Linked DNA regions of Xenopus tropicalis: region 1 is linked to region 2. The links are chromatin contacts, called in public Hi-C maps. All regions are on one chromosome and are shown on one strand. Each heading gives the region's core, a stretch centred on a gene start, on an enhancer-like site or on the middle of the called end of the contact. The rest is flanking DNA. Distances are from core to core; before and after follow the strand shown. Region 1 overlaps cntnap2 (contactin associated protein 2). Region 2 holds the start of tmem158 (transmembrane protein 158).

The links. A called contact is a pair of places that touch in the nucleus more often than the background predicts.
Region 1: a contact with region 2 is called in a Hi-C map of neurula embryo, with 1.9 times the contacts expected there. The contact joins the enhancer-like site here to the promoter of tmem158 in region 2. A contact is called at or near these places in 2 of 5 Hi-C or Micro-C datasets (brain and neurula embryo).

What each region holds. Positions count from the first base shown.
Region 1 is chr6:55,280,037-55,287,430 of UCB_Xtro_10.0, forward strand. The region is part of intron 21 of cntnap2 (contactin associated protein 2); the gene reads right to left. Among named protein-coding and RNA genes, the nearest start is that of cul1, 78 kb to the left of the region's middle. Within about 2 kb of position 1,650, at least 1 of the 11 cell types and tissues checked has an H3K27ac peak or open chromatin away from gene starts, as enhancers often do. A contact at or near this core is called in neurula embryo, where this site is marked.
Region 2 is chr6:54,980,743-54,988,015 of UCB_Xtro_10.0, forward strand. tmem158 (transmembrane protein 158) reads left to right here and starts at 5,942. Exons shown (of 1, transcript XM_002938309.5): 1 at 5,942-7,143. The coding sequence starts at 6,053. The coding sequence ends at 6,946. It overlaps LOC105947665 (a long non-coding RNA gene), which reads right to left. Exons shown (of 2, transcript XR_001171096.3): 2 at 1-2,738.

The sequences.
Region 1 (7,394 bases), core at 400-2,899, 300 kb after region 2:
CCTGGCCATAAAACCTGCAGGTCCACAGTCTTCCACAGCAAGGGAGAGCCCCTTTTCCCCTGGGGTCAGCCAACACTTTCCCAGGGCTTCAACAATGCAGAGCAAATCCCTAATTTGTTAACCACACTCCAAAATCCAAGATGAACAAAAGCAAAAAGTAAAAAGTGATGAAAGTTGAACTAAATAATATAATGAAAGCTCAATTTTACATCCTTCGATTTTCAGTTTCCACCATTTTTTGGGGACCCACCAAATTATAATGCACGGAGATCCCTAATTTTACATTTTCCTTGTTTTTTTCCGATTACATTTGATCATTTGAATCTATCTGCCCAGCCAGAAGGCCAGATAGTTTGATATATACTTGAACAAAATATACTTTATTATATATAAACCTTGCCTAATGGCAGGAGAGGCTGTGTAACCTGCTGTATAAGCCATAATATGAATGCAGATGGCAACCTTGCTAGGCTAACCGATACAACTGCATTCTACTAAGCTTAAATAAAACTTAAACCCTGAATATCCTGAAACTTCTAGAGGGCTCATTAGTGCTAAGACTTTGTGGGATCATTTACTGTATATATGTTTATACTTAAGACAAATTAACAGTATTCTGACAAGTAAAGTTCTTTCTTTCATTCATTTCAGTACCTTTCAATATCTGATGCTGGCTTTGGCCCCCAAATTGTTGAGTTTCTGCAAGCAATAGAAGAGAAACTGTTTATTACAGGATAAACAAACTGCAGCTGTCAAGTCTCCACTACAGCCTCTGGAAGGCCGCAGATCCAACTTGATTCAGCATAAGAAAGCAGCTACTGAGTATGAGTTAGCCTTTATATACACAAGTGCATATTATAAATTTGTTTCATGACAGACATTAATTACATGTTTGTTGTGGCAAACCATAACAGTCTCAGTGGGATTTGCATGTCTTTTAGAATTTTTGAAGGATGTGATTTGTATTCCAGTAATGATTCATTTTTTAATTTTGACATAACTACTTTATTTTAGAATGAGCAGCTGTTCCTGGTTTGGAGAAGCATTGTAAGTCTTCAAGTCAAGACAAAATGAGGGGTGAAATTGTGAAAGAACATTACAAAGATAGTGTTAAATGAATGCCATTAAAGAGAAAATAAATTGTATTTCTGCTCAATTACTACTTTAAGCTATCATTAACATTATTGATTCAGCAGGCTTCTTATTGCAATGGCACATAGGACCACAGGATTAAGTTTGTCTAAAGGACAGTATTTCTGGGTACATTGTCACCAATGTGCAGTTTAAACAGAAGTGGTTAAGAAGGTTCGAGAGGGGAAATATTTGTAACGATAGATTGATTCTGTATAAAACAAATATTGAATTCTAATCACATTAATTTTGGAATTTCAGATATTAGAGAACAATATTTTATTCAAACTATTTTGCTAGACATTTACTGTAATGCAGGTATATACATTTCATATTATGTCGTCAGATTCTACTGCAGTATCATTTATCATGGTAGCTTTCTTATTCCCTAGCTGCAGCCTGGCTGGGAGAATAGCTAATGTGGGCAGCCAGAGCTGGCTGAAATCTATTGAACGGCACTGATCTGCCTCAAGGACATTGTAAAGGGCCTGGATTTCTTCCTGACAGTCTGCATTGTTATTATCCCTTTCTTTTAGGAAATGAATAGAGGCTGCATTGAGTGGGAATGTAGATGCTTAATTTGATGCTCTGTGGGGAGTCTTTAGGAAAGTCCCCCATGTGAACAATTAGGGCACAGTTATTACCTCAGGATCAATAATGGCAAAATTGAATGGTCAACAATGCAATCATACAGAATGCAGGGTTTAATTAACCTGACAGCAATACACAGAAATTACAATATATCCAATAAAAACTGCTTTGCACACAGTCTGCTGCCTCTGCCCTGTAACAGCCTCAAAAGAAAAGGTCTATGAAAGCTAGAAAGTGGAAAATCTCTCTATCCCTCTGCTGATTTATGCTGGTGCTACACAATTTGAACTTTTCTTACCATTGGTCCTTAGTTGTTTCTATTCTGGAGGGATTCCAGGGTAATCACTTGGTTTACTTGCCCTGCCCAAGTTTATTAGCAACTACTCTAATGTGATTTACCAATCTCCAATATATTTATACATACAATTAAGCCATAGCATATGTTCACTTTAAAGATGCAGTTTACTTAACTGTTAAGCTGGCCATACATGTGCAGATTTTAGTCTTTTTCCGACAAACATTTAAATGCAACAATCTAAAAATAACATTCAGATTAAAATTGTAGGATAAAGTACTAAAAATAACACACTGGAGGATGTTTTAAACATGAACTAGTTGGCAGACACCAATAGTACGAAAGTGACTTCCTGAGACTGCACTGTAGGTCCCCCAAGGACACCAGCGCAGATTTTATCATTATTTTCTAGCCTGTCAAGTTGACTAAATGCCATGGGATGACAATTATTAAAGGATAATTCGGAGCCGACATGCAGTCCAAGAATCATGTGAAACACATATGAAAGTTTTTATCCACGTCTGTATGGCCAGCTTTAATATGTTAGAGAACAGTAGACAATTTGCAGTCAGTCTTTTTTGTGGCTTATGAAATATTAAAATGTTTTGTTTGGAATTTTACTTTAGTACTTAATTATGCTAGGAATAAATGACCAATTTGGATGTCAAGAAAGCTCATATAATAAGAAAGCTTATAGTAAAATAATATATTAATTGGCTGACCAGCCTGATTTGGCCAAATGCAAGGTAATCCTTTTTTCAGGCAGTAGCAAACCTCCCAACATTTGAAAAACGCAAAGAGGGACAAAAAAAATTGTGCATGTAACGCGCCTAAAATATTTTGACTATGCCCATTTTTGTGACCTTTAAGATGCAAATCTCAATTCCCCCAAGAGACCTGTTTACCATATTAGTTACAATTGTATCTAAGTGCAGGTGTTGACTGTTAAGTAGTCTGGGCTCTGGGCTGCTAAAAGCCTACTTATCAAATTAAGTTTGAAAAACATTGTATCTTTTTTAGTGTTCATCAAAGAGAAATGAGGGCCTTTTCAATAATAATCTGGGACTGAGGGCTGAGCTAGTAAAATTTGGATTGTCCAGTGAAAGTTGGGAAGTATGCAATAGGCTGACCTGCCAGATCACACAGTGATAGTCATATGTGAGTACACCCTATAAGTGGGAAGTGTGAGTCTGAAGGTTATTTGTGATTACCAAACAATTGTAGTTATGCAATAAAGTCCAAATAAAGTCTAACCATCTATAGTAACCGATCACCACACAGTCACACTCCGACACCAAGCTGAACTGCCAAAAACATATGAATACTACATCTTATCACTCCATGGGAACAGGTATTTTACCTGCAATATCCTATTAAGAATGTAAAGGTTCGGATCAGTCTACTTCTTTGCTAATCTAGTGACAATGAATCAAAAAACAATTCAATTTCCTTTTGTGTTTTGGTGACATTTTTGTTATGAGGGTGGCACATGTTGGGGTTATGACTCACAATCAACTTTCACTTTTAAGGCTGAGGTCCCACAGAGCAAGTTAGTTGCCTGCGATAGATCTCTGCTACTGTGAGAAGCCTAACCACTCCGAAATCCTAGAAACAATAGGAGTTGCCGGCAACTTTGCGCTACTTCGGAAAGCCAAAGAGATGAGCAGGCCTTTCCACTAGAAAATCCTATTGTTGTCAGTGGAAAGGCATTTCAGAACAGTTAGTCACCCGCAATAGCATCTATTCCATATATTAACCTTAAATGTATTGCCTTCACTCTTTACTTTTACTACCATTTTACTTTTAAATGCCTGGGAGTAACATTCACAGTACCTACTACACTCTTTTACTGCCCTGTTGACTAACTTTTGCCTCTTGGCACCCAAAAGCTGAACCAGTAACTTTACCCCAGGTTGTCCACACTAACCCTATTTCCTAAACTGTATTTTCCTAACTGGCTTCACCACAGGGTCACTATCCATTCCCCATTACACTCCTGTAACACCTATTTGGCCTATTTAAGGACAAATCCAGGCTAGTAGTATAATGGAGAGCATGGGTTACATGCGACACTTAATACAAAATGGTGAGCCTCCGCTATATGGGAGAATGAGGATGGAGCGAGGGTGTAGTAGAACTACAACTAGCTGAGGTGTGTGGTGCAAATAGAGAATGATGGACGCCAGAGGATTCTTATGATGAACTATAGTACAAGTTTATCGGACAAGGCACAACCTAAACAGTGCAGCAGGGTTTATACTCACAGACACAGCAGTATAGGAATTGGTCACAATGGAATAGAGCAGATGTGACACTCAAGGAACAGAATAACCCACTTGGAGGATGCACAGGGGATTAGCTGATACCTGAGATGAAGACCTTTCAGTAGGGAGTGTTCCGGCCGACTGTGGTCCAGGGGAGAGCTCCTAACCTGGTACCTGGCGTCTAATAAAACCAGTCCCTAAAGAACGACAACAGAGCCGGGGTAGGCTAAACCCTTTTACAACTCCTGGTTGGGGCTATTAACTGCCCTTTCTAAATAGACTAACTGTACTCACCACTTCTAGAGGGTGCTATTACATAAAACTGACTGTTCTGGCTTTACCTCGTTCACGGGGCCCTGTCCCCGACTTAAGGAATAGATGGTTCTCTTTACTGGGGCCTTATGCCTCCAGGCTCAATGACGTGAAGCCTGAGACAACAGCAGCCAGAGAGGAAGACACTTCCTTGTGCAAGACACTATATAGTCTGCCAAGGGGAGTGGTCAACCTGGGCTAAACCTATTAGGGAAAGCCTAATAGCTGTAACCTGAGTGTAGAGGGCTCTGCCCTATAACAGTACAGATAAGATTAGATAAGGGATAACACCATAGGGAGCTTAACCCTATGGGTCCCTACACTCCTCATTGTGACTAGCCTAACTCTGACCCCTCAGCTAAGCTTCACTTCCTCCCTTCTGTCACTTGCTAGCCCAATAGCAGATGCCACAGAGTTGTACTTAGGCTAGAATTAGAGGCTATGTCAAAAAGGTCTAAGCCAGACCCACCATGGCCTAAACTGAGGGGTTGCTGCCACCTACTGTGCATTTAAAGTATTATTCACCTCCTTACAACCACCAAGTAATCTGTGATGATCAAATCAGAGACTCTTCCTTGCAAGAAGCCTGGTCAAATGCTTCAAAAAGAGAAACAGATCTGCAGCAGGTAATTTACAGCTAGGGATTAGAAAAGCTCCTCCCTATCACCAATTCATTTTTTTTAAAGAATGATGCAGTCTGAATAAGGATAAAAACAGGGAAGCCAATAAAGTCTGTAAAAAGTACATTTCGCAAACATTGTGCCAAATTACCTAGACAATAAGATGCACATCTGTCATAGTAACAGTCAATCTATTCCCAGCACCACAATAGGGCAAATGCAGATTCCTTACACTTTCAATACAAAGATTAAGTCAATTTGTAGAATTTTAACAAAGTTGGGCATCTGTTCCTGTATGGACCCATCATATACGCAAAATCTGCTATTTTGTCCTCTGATTTTATTTAGTGCAAAGGCCTAGTGACAAAATGTCCCTGGATCTTGTTACAAAGATGTGGTAAAAGGTGGGTAAAAACCAGTTGGACATGTTTTTGGTCAGGTGGCCTTAAAGGAGTGGTAATATCAGTAAGGGTGTTTTGAGTCTGACTATTAACATTCTTTGAATCTGACTATAACAGTCTTTTTGTTTCTATCCTTACTCTTAACAGTAGTGATGCAAATGAACAACCTTACCACTATGTTCTCTGCTAGAAAGACGGCAATGTATATGTGTATAGCAAGTTTTATTTGACCTCTGATCTTCTGGGGAAGTGGCAATTTCTTCAGAGTTCTAAAAAGAACTCCCTTTAGAATGTTGTGCCCGGAAAAGAACAGACTTTCATCTTGTGCCACTGGTGTTCCCTATTTACATGGATTTATCTAGGTACCTTACAGAATCACGTCCTCTTTCTGCAGGCCTTCCTTCCTGTACAGCTCACAGGGACAGGGGCTTCCCCAACTTCATGCACAGACAAATGCATGAGTAAGTAAGAGAAGAGGAATGGTTTGGTATCCCCAGCCCCCTATATACCTAAAACTTTACATATTCCAATCAATGATGGATTGGAACTCTGATATACTAAAGAAATTATTTTTTTAATAATAAAAATTGTGCTCACTATATTATATTTAAAACATTTGAAAAAAACCCCAAAACATTTAATTAAAGCAGATATAAACGTCAAAAAACAAACTGAATACATTTACTGAGAGTGAGCACTTTTAGGATTATTTTTGTAATTTTTGTGGTTTCAAAGATATTAACAGTTTTAGACTGTAAATAAAGAACCCCAGTGGCCCAAGATCAAAGCCTGTTCTATTCAGGGTACAATATTCTAAAGGGAGTTCTTTTTAGAACTCTAAACCCTTTCTAAAAAGAACTCCCTATAGAATGTTGTACCCTGATTTACAACATTGAATGTTGTACCCATTATTTCAATGACTATAATTTTAATGTCCTGGACCCTGCAGGTGCACTTGCAGGTTAAACAATTATTGTTCAGAAACGCTCATTGTACAGGTATGGGACATGTTATCCAGAATGGGACCTGGGGTTTTATGGATAAGGGATCTTAGCAGTATGTAGTGTAGTAAAAAAATAATTTAAACAGTAGACTTGTTTCTAATTAGATCATAGTTACTAGTAATAGATGGCTCAAAGCAAGGCATATCATTTAACTTTTAGTGATCTTAAACATACAGGACTAAACAGTATATAGGGCAGTGATTCCCAATCTCTGTGGTTAGCTACCTTGGTGGGGGGTAACAGTTGTGCTTGGGGCCTGAAGACCAAATAGAGGAAGATTTAGGCTAATGTCAGACGAGGCATCTGGTGTATATTTTCGGCAAGCCGAAATTCGCTTGCTGAAAATAGCACCATCCGCCTCCTACCTGTGCCTGCACCCGAATGAATGGAATACGCTTGGATGCAGGCACATGTAGTCGATATCTGCCAAAAAAAGTCAGAGTTCGTATCTTCGGCGGATATCGGCTACATGTGCCTGCAACTGAGCGTATTTCATTCATTCGGGTGCAGGCACAGGTAGGAGGTGATATTTTCGGCAAGTGAAAATATACGCCAGATGTCTCGTCTGACATTAGCCTTATAGAGAATGCCTGTTTACATTCTAAGACCCCTGGGGGAATATGGCAGGAATTATTAGCTGCTTTAGTGACTCAGCATAAAGGATATGTGTGTATGGAGTGCAGGGCCAAATAGTCTCCACCTTTCCTAAAGAGTAAGGGGCTATTTATTATGCTGTGTAAAATAAAAATTGCCGAAAAACAGTGTAAAATAAATAG
Region 2 (7,273 bases), core at 4,692-7,191:
TTCAAAAATTAGACTGACAATTTTATTACTCAAGGCCCTGTAGCAGAACCCCCTTTAGGTGATAGTTGTAAATCCATGGTGAAACTGTGTCTGGGGGGGGCAGTTGCTCAGTCTGCACCTTGGCCCCAGCACTAAAAGTTACGTTATTGGCCAACAGGGGAAATGCGCATGCAGCTGTGGATAGATTTATAGTTAAACACGGCATACAGTCTGTTATTATAAAGCCAACCTTGACCATGAGAATGCTGCTGGAATACTGGTCATAAAGATCAGCTACCATGTATGCTTCTTTAGAACATAAATGAATAAGAAATTAAATAAATCCTGCACAATGCTGATCATTTTGGAATTACTTACCCTATGAGCAGATCTACACTATTCCATGTAAAACAAGGTAAAAACACTTTCCCCTTGACTTTGTCCATTAACTAGTGTACAATACTAGTGTGCAATAAGTATCAGCATCCAAGTTCTTTTATGGATTAATATGCAATATTGAATCCCTTTTATCTGCTACAAGACAAAAAAGAACAGCCTTCTTCACCTCTTGTATCAGTTATTGGTTGTAATTCTGCATGTCCAATGCAGAAACTCATTTTTTGTACAGCACTGTGGGGATGTTAATAATAAAAATAATAATCTCACTGTTCAACTGCCTTTCTCTTTGTATTACTTTTTATACTATAAAATTCCTTCTCTTTTGTTCTGTTGAGCTACGGTCCTGTCAGACTTCCTAATATTAATTTTCATTGCCTAGGGTTAAAGTACTATGACATTTACAGGTCCTTAGCATTATACCAGAACATAATCATAAAAGAGAACAGTTTGGTGAACACATTATTAAATTTCCTTCAGGCCTGCCACGGGAAAGCCAATGCATGGGCAGATACATTCTTCATGATGAAACTACTATCACTTAAATCAAGTCAGGAGACTGTGAGCTCATGCGTATGCTTTCTTTACTGTCACAGCCCCAGTGAGAGAGAATCCTTACACCTGCTCCCACTTATTCCCAACAGGATTTAAACTGAGTGAAGGCAGAATTCTAGCAAACATAAATACTTATATAGTGGTGGTTACAATCGGTTTGTAAATTAACAAGTAGAAAAGAGGGTTGCTTTTCATATAGAAATATTTTGTTCTTCTGTTAAACCTTACAAATAGTTTTGATTTACATACAGAAGTTATACATATTAATATATATTAATAATACAAAAAAATATTTCATTTTGTTTCACGCCACAATTGCCACATGAAACAAACGTTAGAATAGGGTATTATCCTGGGTTCCATTAACTACTTTTAAATACACAGATCCTAAACCCAGGCAGTGGTGGTGTGATTTGTACTACTATTATGCATTGTGACTTCTCATTATCTTGTTTTAAACCCATCCTCCCCAATGGTTTAGTACAGATTAACAAGTATTTGCAATTCTCAAATGGTTTAGCCTTTTTAAATTGACCTTTAGCATCAGTTACTTATTGTAGCCACATTTACAGCACCGAAGAACTGTGTGAGAAGCTTCTAAGCTCTTTCTAAAGATTCTCTCTGGAATTCTTTGACCTTATTAAATGCATTGCACGATGATCCTGTTTCTTGGAAGAAAAAGTAAAATAATAAGATCAAATTTTAATGAGTCAGCTCATTGATTGTGAATACTTGAAATTCTGAGATCTACAATCACGGTCATGAATTGCTTTTTGTATGACTGCATTACCAAGGAGAGAAAGAGAATTTCTAAGTAACATGTAATGCTGTCGTTCTATGAAAAATATTCTCATCTTTTTCTATCTGTTGCATCTTGTGATAGTTGTATGAAGTTTTAATAAATTGAATTAGACCTGGGTTTCTTTAGACTTCAAACTTGAGTTTTGAGAATAGCATCACATGCTCACGTCACTGCTTTCTAAACTAAACCAAAGGTGTTAGAATCACCCCCCCCCCCCCCTCAATTTTTACCCCAGTTCCAATTTTTAATGTAAGCCAGTGGGAAAAAGCACTGAAAGTTACTCTTTCCAGATCCCCCAGACAGAGTCATTATCTGCAGCTTCTTGAGAATAACATCACATACTCCTAGTTCCGATGTATAATGTAAGAAAGTGGGAAAAAGTAATGAAACTTACTCATCTCGGATCCCCCAAGCAGAATCATTATGTGCAGCTTCTGTATTAATCTATAGGAAATGTTTTTGTTGAGTATTATGTAGCATTGACAGGCAGACCTCAGCTTACAGATGCTTAAGCAAGCATTCACCCTAGACCCTACCCAAATGTTGAGCGAAGTCCCCCTTATAGAATGGTTACAGATGAATGAGGTCATTGCTATATCAATCTAACTGCAATAGTCCCACCAATATTTAGCAATAAAATAATTAGTTGCAAATCTGTCTTATGGCCTTACCTGCAATTTAAGTTCATGGTATCCATACTATTCTAGATTCTTTCCTAAAATCTACAGCATTTTTTAGTTGTTTTTCAGTAGTTCTTCAGTAGTTTGGGAGTGTAACGTTTCCACTTTTGTAAGTATATTTCACGACAACAAAAATTATTTCTTTTTATTATAAACTGTACTGTTGGCACTCATAATTTTTCTTCTTTTTAGATTGTTAACACAGTGTTTGGGGAGCCTTGTTCCCAAGCTGAGCTGCAATTGGACCTTCTTCTGTTCTTCTGTCATTCACCATAAGCTAAGGTCCATCTCGAAGGACATCATTGTGAGTCAGTAAAAAGCTTTATCTGTGAAGTGAATGTTGTAGTTCAAATAAATAAACTTCAAATATAAAAACACTAATGCAGTAGAATATTAAAGGCAGGATATATTTTTGTTTCAAGTTTTTTAAGCATTTAAGAGTATACTGTATTTTATCCTTATGCCATAATATCAATCCAGCAGTCAGATAAAAACACACAACACTGTATAGCTGACCCTTTTATTCCATCAACTTTCTACTGATCCAGTGTCAGTGAAATAAAATAAAAACTATGCTCCAGTACAAACATACACATACTTGAATTCTTATAGAAACAAGAAAAATCCTTTTTTTGCGCTTACAGTAGCCAAAAAATGTGTACTAAGTTAGTACTTACCTACTAACAGTTCTCTGGAATATGTGATAGCAATAATAATTTCCGTCTTAAATATGCCCCTTCAGGCCTGGGCCTAGGGTGGCACAAATTTAGGGGCAGCATGCCACCCAGCTGCACTCACATATGGATCACTGGGCACAGGACGCTCAGAAAACTTCATTGCATCCTGTCCCCAGTGCTCTATATGTGAGCTAAATGGATGCGCATATGTGTGATCCTGTGTGGAGGGGGTCTCTGTGTGCCGTAATTAGAAATCCGGCATTAGTTAATGTATCGCCCACTATTTGAATGCAGAATATTTTAAAGACAGCATCACATTACAATCTATATCAGTGCTGTCCAACTTCTGTGGTGCCGAGGGGTGGAAATTCTCTAGCATAAATATTGGAGGGTCGCTAATGGAAGACAGTTTTGACCACTCCCCTTTTTTAAACCACACCTACTTCAAACCACACCCATGTTATCACAAGACCATGCCCACATTAATGGTGGTAGCACAGCAAAAACCCAAATGCTTGGTGCTATCTGCAGGGATATCAACCATCATTCATCTGTGAAAGAATTATACTATGTCATATTAAAATCCATTTGCTTCTTCCTCCCCCTGTGGATAGCACAGCAACCCCCCGCACTGCTACACAAAGGTAAGCCATCAAAGCAACCAGACAGGTGGGGGGGCACCAGTTGGACAGCAAAAACCCAAATGGTTGGTGCTCACTGTGGGGATACCAACCATCATATGTGAAAGAATTTTATGACATATTAAGACACACTCTTAAATCCATATGCCTCATCCTACCCTGTGGATAGCACAGCAACCCCCAACACATAATTACACACCTAGGGACAATATAATGGCTATTTCCAGCTACTAACAAACTCCCAGAACAAACCCCTTCCAGGTTCCCCTCCCACAGGCAGCATAAGGCAGGCAGAGCATGGCACACACAGACAGTACTCTGCCTACCTTATGCTGCCTGTGTGTGACATACTCTGCCTGCCCTATGCTGCCCCTGTGTGCCATAATCTACCTGCCCTACCCTGCTGTGTGTGTCATAGTCTGCCTGACCTATGCTGCCTGTGCGTGTCATACTCTGCCTATCCTATGCTGCCTGTGTCATACTCTTTCTGTCCTATGCTGCCTGTGTATGCCATACTCTGCCAGTCCTATGCTGCCTGTGTGTGTCATAATCTACCTGCCCCACTCTGCTGTGTTGTTCCATACTCTGCCTGTCCTATGCTGCCTGTATGTGCCATACTCTGCCTGCCCTACCCCACCTGTGTGTGCCATGCTCTGCTTGCCCTTAGCTGCCCGTGTGTGCCATACACAGTACATACAGTGACACAATACTGGCACTGCTCCTACAGTCTGAGGTGTGAAGAGGTGAACAATGTGGGGGTTTACAGCCTGAGGTGAACAATGCAGGGATTAAAAGGTGTGAACAATATAGGAGATTATATGTTTAAACAAAACAGGGGAATTAAATCACTGATCTATATAATTATATACATGAAAATCCCATGTTAGACACTGAACACAGATTCCCTTGGAGTATGCTGCATGGCTATTATCTGTACTATATTTCAGATATATGTAGAAAACTACATTTTAAAGGACTATAATCATCACAAAGTTATTTTGTTTATATCTGCCTAATGAGAAACATACCCTAACTATGCCAGCTTTTGTCTCTTCCCTCTGCCAACAGCCACCACAAGAGCTGTTCTGCGTGTGACAGTTATGACAAGTGAACAAGCTCACTATCTTTTACAGATCTGTGCACTGACTAGTGCCATGTGAGCAAGGAAAGGTTCCATTACTTTGTGGGGACCTACAGTAACTATACATGGTGTGTGCCAAGGCTGTAACACTGAAATGCTATGTTATGACCTGAATGGTGGAAATATAATAATATATTTATTATGATTCAATGTCATTTTTTTCAAGAATAATATCACCTAATGCTTAATCTCTGTTGCTGCCTTAAGTGTCAGGGGATCCACACAAAGCCAAAGCAATGTCAGATGTAAACCTGCCATATCTTTGGCTTTGTGTGGGTCCCCTGGTGTCTAATGCAGCAACAGCAGTGGAACATTTTGGGAACCTCGGTGCGGGGGCAAGATACTGCTTAATCAAAACAACAGTAGTCCATAAAGGCAACTATAATGCAAATAAAAATGTAAAGTAGAGGAACTGCTATTTTTACATGGACCTAATTTGCCTAGCTTCTACTATAGGGACAATGAATATCTTTTTAAAGTGATACTGACACTAAAAAACTACGATCCTTTTCTGCTGATAGAGCTGCTTTTGTAAGTAATTGTTACTTGAAGTCCCTACACCTGACTGTTTTGCCAACCTGACTGTCCTCTCAGCCTGTCAGTTATAGCTTCTAATGCTGATGGACTCCTGCTGCACAAATATGGCAGCCCCCTCATAGGGGAACATGGGGATCAGAAGTAGAATCTAATTTAGAAGCATCAGGCAAATACTTGACAACATTATAAAAATCATGCAGTATCACATCACACTGCCTTATTCACTGCATTGTTGTTCTGCTTCAGATGGACGCTGAATATAGTTTGGGTATTGGGGAAAATGAGGAATTTGAGTAAATAGCCATTAAAATCATGTTTCTACTCACAAACTATGGAGTTTCCATAACATAAACTTGTGTAATACATTCATATTAAATGTAAGAAGGTGCTGGGGGTTTATTGGCTCAGACCCCCTCCCCCCCAAAGGTAAAAGAGTCTGTGTAACTGGGAGGGGATCCAGAAAGTGAAGGATCATCTGGTAATCCTGTAATCATCTAAATCAAAAGCTGAAAGGGAAAGGGGGGGGGGGAGTCGCAGGCGGAGAGGAGCTATCGCATTGCCAGGCTTTCTGTTCCCCGCCTGTGTGACTTTCCCTGTGCGACTGCCTATAAGCATGCAGCTGCCTCTATAAGTCGCACTGTGCCATGAGGGTGCTGAGCCGCTGCCCTCCCTGCAGCCTTCTCCGAGGGACACTCTCTCTCCTGGCAATTATCTGCACCCAGGGATGGAGCCAGCAGGGCCACACTGAGGAGGATGTATTCCTTCTGCCTATGAACTCTTCCAGCCGCTCCCTGGCGAACTTGGAAGCGGACTTAGGCAATGGGAAGGAGAGCGGCACTGAGAAGAACCTGGGGGCTAAGGGGGAAAGCCAAAGAGAAGGGAGCAGGAGTCTCCCATCCTCTCCCCCTCCTTCTCCAGGGAACACCTGGGAGCGCAGCAGAGACAGCCTAGCTCTGTCACCATCCCAGCCTCAGCAGCAGCAGCAGCCCGGGCCGGCTCAGTGCAACATCACCGTGCAGAGACTGCTGCTCACCTCGCTGCTAGTGCGCTGGGGACGCCAACTGGGATTCCAGTGCGACTTGTTGCTCTTCTCCACCAACAACCACGGGAGGGCTTTCTTTGCAGCCGCCTACAACCGTGTGGTGTCCCCCCTGGTCATTGAGCACTTGGGTGTGTCCGGGGCGCAGCAGGAGTTTCGCCTTTGCTTGGGCTGCGGATGGGCGAGGGGCAGAAGGAGCGGCCACCTGAGGCACTCACAGGCCTCCGGCGCCTTCTCTTTCATCTCCGCGGCCACTGACCCGCACAGCCCCCTGCAAGGGGAGTCGCTGAATTTCTGCTGCCTGGATTTCACTTTAGAGGAACTCAGAGGGGAGCAGGGATGGAGAATGAACCGCAAGCCCATCGAATCCACTTTGGTAGCTTGTTTCATGACTCTCGTCATCATTGTGTGGAGCGTTGCTGCCCTCATCTGGCCTGTCCCTATCATTGCAGGCTTCTTACCCAACGGTATGGAACAGAGAAGGACAAGTAGCAAGTAGCCTTCCCTTCCCAAACCTTTTGTTGTTCTGCGTGGAGAAAGAAATACCCATTATTCACTTATTTTTTCTGGACAATGCAGAAGCCTGTGCAATACACTAATTTATACTTGTCTACTTTTAGCCACCAAAAATTGAATATTTAAATACAGTATATCATACATTTAGTATGATGTAGAGAGTAATATTGTGAGATCATTTGTAATTGGTCTTAATTTTTTATTATTTGTAGTTTTTTAATTATTTCACTTTTTGTTCACCAGCTCTGCAGTTTGCAGTTTCAGCAGCTATTTGGTTGCTAGGGTCCAAATTACCTTAGCGACCAAGGAG